Regions from separate parts of the Mus musculus genome. Here region 2 is linked to region 1. A link is a contact called in public Hi-C data. All regions are on one chromosome and are shown on one strand. Each heading gives the region's core, a stretch centred on a gene start, on an enhancer-like site or on the middle of the called end of the contact. The rest is flanking DNA. Distances are from core to core; before and after follow the strand shown. Region 1 has its middle 25 kb from the start of Zkscan2. Region 2 has its middle 130 kb from the start of Hs3st4.

What was found. A called contact is a pair of places that touch in the nucleus more often than the background predicts.
Region 2: a contact with region 1 is called in a Hi-C map of the N1E-115 cell line, with 6 times the contacts expected there. The contact joins two enhancer-like sites. A contact is called at or near these places in 13 of 484 Hi-C or Micro-C datasets (the N1E-115 cell line, cerebellar granule neurons, cortical neurons and 5 more).

The regions. Positions count from the first base shown.
Region 1 is chr7:123,524,253-123,527,704 of GRCm38.p6, reverse strand. No RefSeq gene overlaps it. Among named protein-coding and RNA genes, the nearest start is that of Zkscan2, 25 kb to the right of the region's middle. Within about 2 kb of position 1,849, at least 8 of the 459 cell types and tissues checked have an H3K27ac peak or open chromatin away from gene starts, as enhancers often do. A contact at or near this core is called in the N1E-115 cell line, where this site is marked.
Region 2 is chr7:123,854,338-123,857,787 of GRCm38.p6, reverse strand. No RefSeq gene overlaps it. Among named protein-coding and RNA genes, the nearest start is that of Hs3st4, 130 kb to the left of the region's middle. Within about 2 kb of position 1,452, at least 2 of the 459 cell types and tissues checked have an H3K27ac peak or open chromatin away from gene starts, as enhancers often do. A contact at or near this core is called in the N1E-115 cell line, where this site is marked.

The DNA of each region.
Region 1 (3,452 bases), core at 600-3,099:
GGATATGGATATGGATATAGAACTTTCAACTCCTTCCCCAGCATCATCTCTGCCTGCGTGTCTCCATGCTTCCTGTCACGCTGGTAATGGACTAACCCTCTGAAACTGTAGGCAAGCCCCAAGTCAATGGCTTCCTTTATAAGGTCCTGGTCATGGTGTCTCTTCACAGCAATAGAACATTGACTAAGACACATCGTTTTGCATCAGACTTGTTTGCAAAATGTAAGTCAGGAAACACTAAGCATGGAAAAGAATATAAAGGAGAAAATGTATATTATATGATGCTCTCACAGAGCTGGTGACAATAATGTCAAAGACATCACCCAGGAATGCTACTTTTAAAGAAGGACCACACAGAAGCTTCTCAGGAACAAGGACACGTGCCTGAAGAAACCTCCTGTCAATAACAGGAAAAGGGAGGCACTTAAGTGACTGTTACCAAGGCGTGGGCACTTCACATGCCATCAGTTCTTATTGTATAACAGTGTTCTGCAGTTACGAGGAACAAATCAATTAGTGTACACCCTCATGGAGTCTCCAGCAGCAGACGTGATAGAAGAGAGCAAGTCTGCAGCATTCGATAGCAAAGGTGGCGCCAGCAGCTGAGATGAGCTGGAGGGTAGGTTCTAGGGCTAGAGAAGAGGGCCTCCATCTATAGCCTGAAGGGTCATGGCTGAACTGCCTCCATAGGTCTGCTTCTAAACTTGTTTCATTTCTTCCTGATTGTCTCCTTGCCAGTTTTCTGTCTCCCCCTATTCAGTTAGCCCATTTTCTGGTACTGCCACAGCGTACCTGAAGCTGGATGCTTATTAAGCAAAGAGGACTGTTTAGCTTTCAGTTTTGGAAGCTACAAGTCTAAAACTAAATAGCCCTGTGCTCTGATAGGAGCCCGGAGGCAGACAACATCACAGTCTTGGGCGTGTTTACAGGAACAGGAGATTATATGGTCAAATGGGAAGCTGGGCCAGGTTTGCTCTTTGCTAACAACTGGCTGTTATGTAACTAACCCACTCCACAAGATGAGCCCCAATCCCTTCCAGGAGTGGCGCCCCAAGGCCCAGCCACCTCCCACTAGGCTCCACCTCTAGGGCTTCCATGCTCCTCAATACTGCATGAGGGATCATCAAACCTTCAGCACACTGTGTAAGTCCTCTAGGAGGGCATACTCCAACCACAACCAAACTATCACCTTCAACCTTCAAGGCCCTTGTCTCCTCAAGTCCCCTCCCTCTACCCTCCCCCTCCCTCTTTATCTCTCTAACTCTCCCTAGAACCAATCTAGATTCCTGAGCTTCACAGACATGATAAATCCCCTGACATTTAAGTAAAATTTCATATTTATGAGCATTTTTATGGGGAATGGGTCAATGTTTTTCATCTCTGAGTTGCTCGGAGAGTTCAGTGTTCCATCAAAAAATTAAAATTAAAGGGAAAAATCTGTCAGAGAACATAACCTTGATGCAGTTTCCTGGGCCTATCATGTTTCAAAAATAGTTATTTCTTATAAAAAAGACATAAAGGGGGAGAAATGTAAAGGGGATTGTTCTGACCCTGTCCACTCACCCTGTGCCCTGGGAGGAAATGCCCTGCCTTGGAAAACGTAAACATCACCATCCTTCTCGGGCCGCCAGGCCTCTCATCCATCACCACAGGCATGCTCTGGGCAGCAGCAGCAGCAGCAGCAGCCAGCTTCCTTTCCTGCCGTTCGTGACCCCCTCTTTATCAGATGTCAGGGTCTTACCGGGGCCAGCTCATTGACAAGAAGGGAGATTTTTCCTAAAGGAAGCCTGCGCACCATCACTGGAGGGGAGGTTACCAGGAATCACCAGTTCTGTGAAGGATGGTCCAGCACAGCGCCCAAGCCCACATGCGTCTGGCCACTGTCACCGTGTTCCTCCAGAGCTAGGTCTGTAACTAGACTTGTGGGACTCCTTAAATCCTCTAGGGAGATCACAGATGCTCTGTGGAGACAAGTGAGATGGGAGCAATCAGTGCACGTACCTGGGGTCAGCCCAGGGTCAGGCAGGCAGCTCTGCTGCTGACACTGAACGACTTGCCCATGTGCCTATCAGTTAGTTTCTGCACATCTGCACTGGCCTCTATCAGATAGCTAAGTTACTTCTGCTCTGCTCTAAGTGTCTCTCCACAGGCACACTTGCGTGGCCAGCACCAGCCTACAAGCCTATTTCAAATCCCTGCTTGCATTTCACCTGCTAATATACCATCAGCCAAAGCAAGTTACAGGGCCAGCCCCAAGTCAAGGGCAGGCGTTGATGTCTCACCCACAGTGAGAGGGCATAACACGGTGCACTGAGGCCAGCTTCTGCCTATTATCAATTTTGCAGCCTTAAGGATGCCTTTTGAATAACAGACACCTTCTCATTGTCTGACTGGTGAATACATTTTAAATGAGGTAAAACACAGCTTCTATAAACCATTCCAAGAGCCCCTGTGGAGTAAAACTGAGGTGTCTCAGCCAGCCTGGCAGATAACTGTGGAGGGACAGAAATTCAGCGGAGACCAGTAGACCCTGGTCTATATTGGAAATGCCACCTATCTGAGCCCAGCCCAAATTCTAGAATCAAAAGCTCATTAAAATGCTAGTTTGTTCCTTACAGTCTCGATGTCTTTCATAAGCAGAGCTGTGATGTAGTTCCATTCAACAAACAATTATTAAAGTGCTCACTTCTCACCAGGAGGCTTATCCTCGGCGGATGACACAGAATGGAGACATGATCTGGGAAACGGTTCTGACTTTAGGAGTTTACCTTCTGGGTTAACCACCTTCTTTTTTCAGTTATAAAGTTTAATCTCTTAAGACTGGAGAAAAGTAACAGTAGTGTACAGTCTCTGCCCTGGCTTCCTTTCAAATCGAGATATAGAGTATTGAAAGGAGTTAATTTTAAAAAGGGGTGGGGGGTTCAGAGTTAAGGTCTGTGACTTAAGATCTCACACAGGTAAAAGAATGAGCCACGTGACGTCTGAGGGAGCAGCCTTCCAGTGTGAGAAAACCTCACAGCTAAGCTCCTGGGAGTGGGCTGCAGCCCATAGAATATAAGACCAAAGCCTGAGAGGAGAAAGGGAAGCCAGACTGGGTGAGGACCAAGAACCCACATGGAGTCTTTTATGGGTCCGTGTAGAGTTCTAATTTTCTGACTCTGTTGCTGTACATCTTTCAAGAAGGTAAATTTACATGCAGAGACCCCAAGCAGGCAGCAGTCCAGAGCTGCTTTCGCTGATTCTGTTATCAGCAGACAGCAACGTTGGTGGAATTTGTTGGAAAGAGCTGCCATTTTTGGGCACAGGCTGCCCTCTGCTGTTATGTTTTGGATTAGCACCCACAGACTCACTGTCCCAGTCAGGAGGTTATAAGATCATCCACGGCAAACTCAAAACCCTGAGAGACAGCATTCTCCAAACACGATCACTGCCACCTGTATGTTACCTTTTGA
Region 2 (3,450 bases), core at 203-2,702, 330 kb before region 1:
TCCACTGTGCAGTGTAGGGTACAAGGTTGCTTTGTCTTGGGGAACTGGGATTTGTCAACTGGAGAGAGGTCATGACGCACTGAGTACATGTGCTTCTGAGCCTTCGCTTGCTGAAATTGTCCTTGGACAAACAGGATACAGGGGGAAAGTCATGCTAGGCAGGAGACAGTGCAGATATGTCAGAAAGAACAGATGTGTGCCAGAGATAGAATGCTGAAGCTCACTGCAGGAGCCCATTCTCACGTAGCTCCCAAAACACACTTTAAAAATAGATGCACGTACACGTTTGGCCTTCAGCTTCCAAGCCCCCATGCAAACTGCCCCAAGGCAAAATCTCTGATTCAATACTCCTGTTTTAGTCCATTCTGGACTGCAAAATCATAGTACCAAACACTGGGTTTACAAAGAGAAGGAATTTGTTTCCTATGAGTTGTGATTTCTGGGAAGATCAAGATGTTTTATTGTATCAGCCTCTGTCATAACATAGGTGAGAGCAATCAAATTCACAGCCTCGAGCTCTTGTTTGATTGACACTGACCCACCTATGAGGCTCAACACCAATGCTCCAAGCCCAAGCATCTTCCATTAGGCCCCAATTTCCAACACTGCCACCTAGAGGATTGTTTAAAGGGGAAGAACATACATTGAAATACTATATGCAACCAAATGAAAGTCCAAAGGATTCAAGTCCATCCTCACTGAGACTGGGGAGTCACAATTATATGTGGTTTGTTCTATTATAATAACTTAGTACCTAGTACCATAGTGAGTATATGGGGTTGGAGTGGGACTTTCCCATCCCTGGAAGAGGACAGGGATTAGAAAATTTAAAAGAAAAGGGAAGACCAAATAATGACAGAGCCACTTCTACAGCAGGAGTGCACAACTTTCTTAGCTGCTTGATCATTTGCCATGGCCCAAGTCACACAGGAAGGAAGTGGTAGTGGGTGGTAGCAAGGAGCCACTACACAATGGTCTGTTGTATGGGGACTGGTATCCTAGCCTGGTAGGACCTCAATCCAAGGAGAAAGAGAAAGTGCAGGTCTCTGTCCACTAAAGTGTGTCCCTCTGGCTCCTCCTGCATGGGTCTGGAGACCACCATTCATGCGGATTTCATAAGTACACTTCCTGCCAGCTGTGAAGTATAAAGTGGATGGTGTAAAAGTCAGACTCCAGGCAGGGGGATGGCTCTGTGGACAAAGCATTTGTCTTGTGCCAGTTTGCTTTTTGTTGCTGAGATAAAACACTGACCAAAAGCAGCTTGTTTGGAAACTGAGGAAAATGTTTATTTAGTTTACAGGACAAAGCCAATCACTCAGGGGAGCCAAGGCAGGAGCCTAGAGGCAAGAACTGAAACAGAGTATTTAGGAGGGATGTGCACTGCCTTGCTCCTCTTGGCTTGCTCGGCCACCTCCTTATACAATCTAGACCAAAGTCCCAGGGGCAGCCCCACCTACAGTGGGCTAGGGCATTCCATATCAACATTAATCATGAAAATGCCCTACAGACATGCCCCAGACCAGTCCAATAAAAGCACTTTCTCGGTCGAGGTTCCTCTTACCAAATGACTCCAGTTTGTATTGTTGACAAAAGTTAACCAGCACACAGTGCCAGTATGAAGATTGGGAATCTGATACTCAGAACTTATGTCAGGCAAGATGTAGTGATGTGTGTCTGTGGTCCCAGTACCTTGTGGAAATTGGAAGCAGAGATAGGAGAGTCCCTGGAAGCTTGTGGGCTGTCAAGCCTGCGATAAGTAGCAGGGAGCAAGTAATGAGATACCTTGCCTCAGACAAGGCAGAAGGTAAGATTTTCCTCTGACTTCTACACTCAGACACAGGCATAGACACAGACACACACATGCACACTTTTTAAAATAAAATATTCAGGCTGGAAAGATGACTCAGTGTTTAAAAGCACTTAGTGTTCTTACAAGGAACCAGAGTTCCCAGAAGTAGCAATTCACAAGCATCTTTAACGCTGGTACCAGTGGTTCTGATCTTTCTTCTGACCTCTGCAGGCTCCTACATGCATGCATGCATTCAGGTACACCCATGAGGGTAAAATGGTAAGTATTTTTTTAAATTAAGAGTCAGCTTTCTTGTTGAATCCTGCTGTATTTTGGATTGGGAATTTTATATTCAGTCTGGAGTTCGAAAACCTGAGGTTCAAAGGAAAAATTACTGACCAAAGCCATAATAAGGGAGGAGCTGATATCATTTTATCCTGTCTGAGGACTGGAATTCCCCTGGACACTGGTATCCTCACTTACATACTGTCTTCACCCCCAAGATGAAGCTGTGCCATATCCTTTTCAGGAACTTCTTCAAGTTCATTTCTCCTGATGAAGAAAGGAAGCCACAGACTTTTATAAGCACAACCGTGAGTTCCCAATTTTTGGGTGGAAATCAATGGTGCAGGGGAACTGGGGTTCATTCTGGCTCTTCAAAACTCAAGAGGAATGGAACTTCCCAGCCAATGTGCAATCTTAAATCTCAGCCCACTGGATAAAGTCCCAGTTAGGAGCTGTAAGCTGCTGGGCACGTGACTTAACTTCTCTCAACACCACAGTTTATCTGAACAATGAGGTGATGCTATGTATCTCACACAATGCTGTGATAAGTATAATCGATAGTGATTGTGGTTGAAGAGTAAATTGGGCTAGATTTTATCTAATTGCTTTGTGGTTTCTACCTGTAGTTAAATGCCAGATTCCATTTCCAGGACAGAAAAGAAAGGCTTCAATATGTTGATAACACAGATAACAGCTATAAACTTTGTATAAATGCCCTAAGACCACCACGGGAGATTTCTGGAGCAAGATATTTGTGTGAAGAGTCAAGACATCAAGGAGATGCCTTCATGAGATGCTTCTTATGGGGCATTGTCCTGACAGCAGATTCCAATCATGATATAGGGAAATGACAGAAAACCCACAGAGTTTCTGGCATATGGAGCAAGAAGAGAATATGGAGCAGCTAGGAGTATGGAAGAGTGAAAGGGGAGATTCAAAGAAGAAAAAATCAAATCACGTGTATAAATATTGCCACTGTATCTAACAGGTACCAGGACTGTGTATGAATTAGAAAAAATCAGAAGCTTCCTGGTCAAACATAGAACACGGAAAGAGGGACTTGAGCTGCCATCGACCTGACCAACCAAGTTAATGAAGCAATATATGCATTCAATAAAGAGATACAACCAAATTCACAAATTACCATTAACAAGACCAAGAATATAATCTCAGAGTATCCAACATACAGGGAGTATGAAATTGTGTTCATTTTGTAGACGAGAATGCTATCAATAAGAGACTAACCCTGAGACAACTCAGATGTTAAGACTGTAGGGCCAGACTATACAACAGTTACAACTATGTGCAATGTGGTAAAGGAAAACTCATTCATAATGAATTAATGGATACAATATCTCAGTACAGTGTTCTGTAGT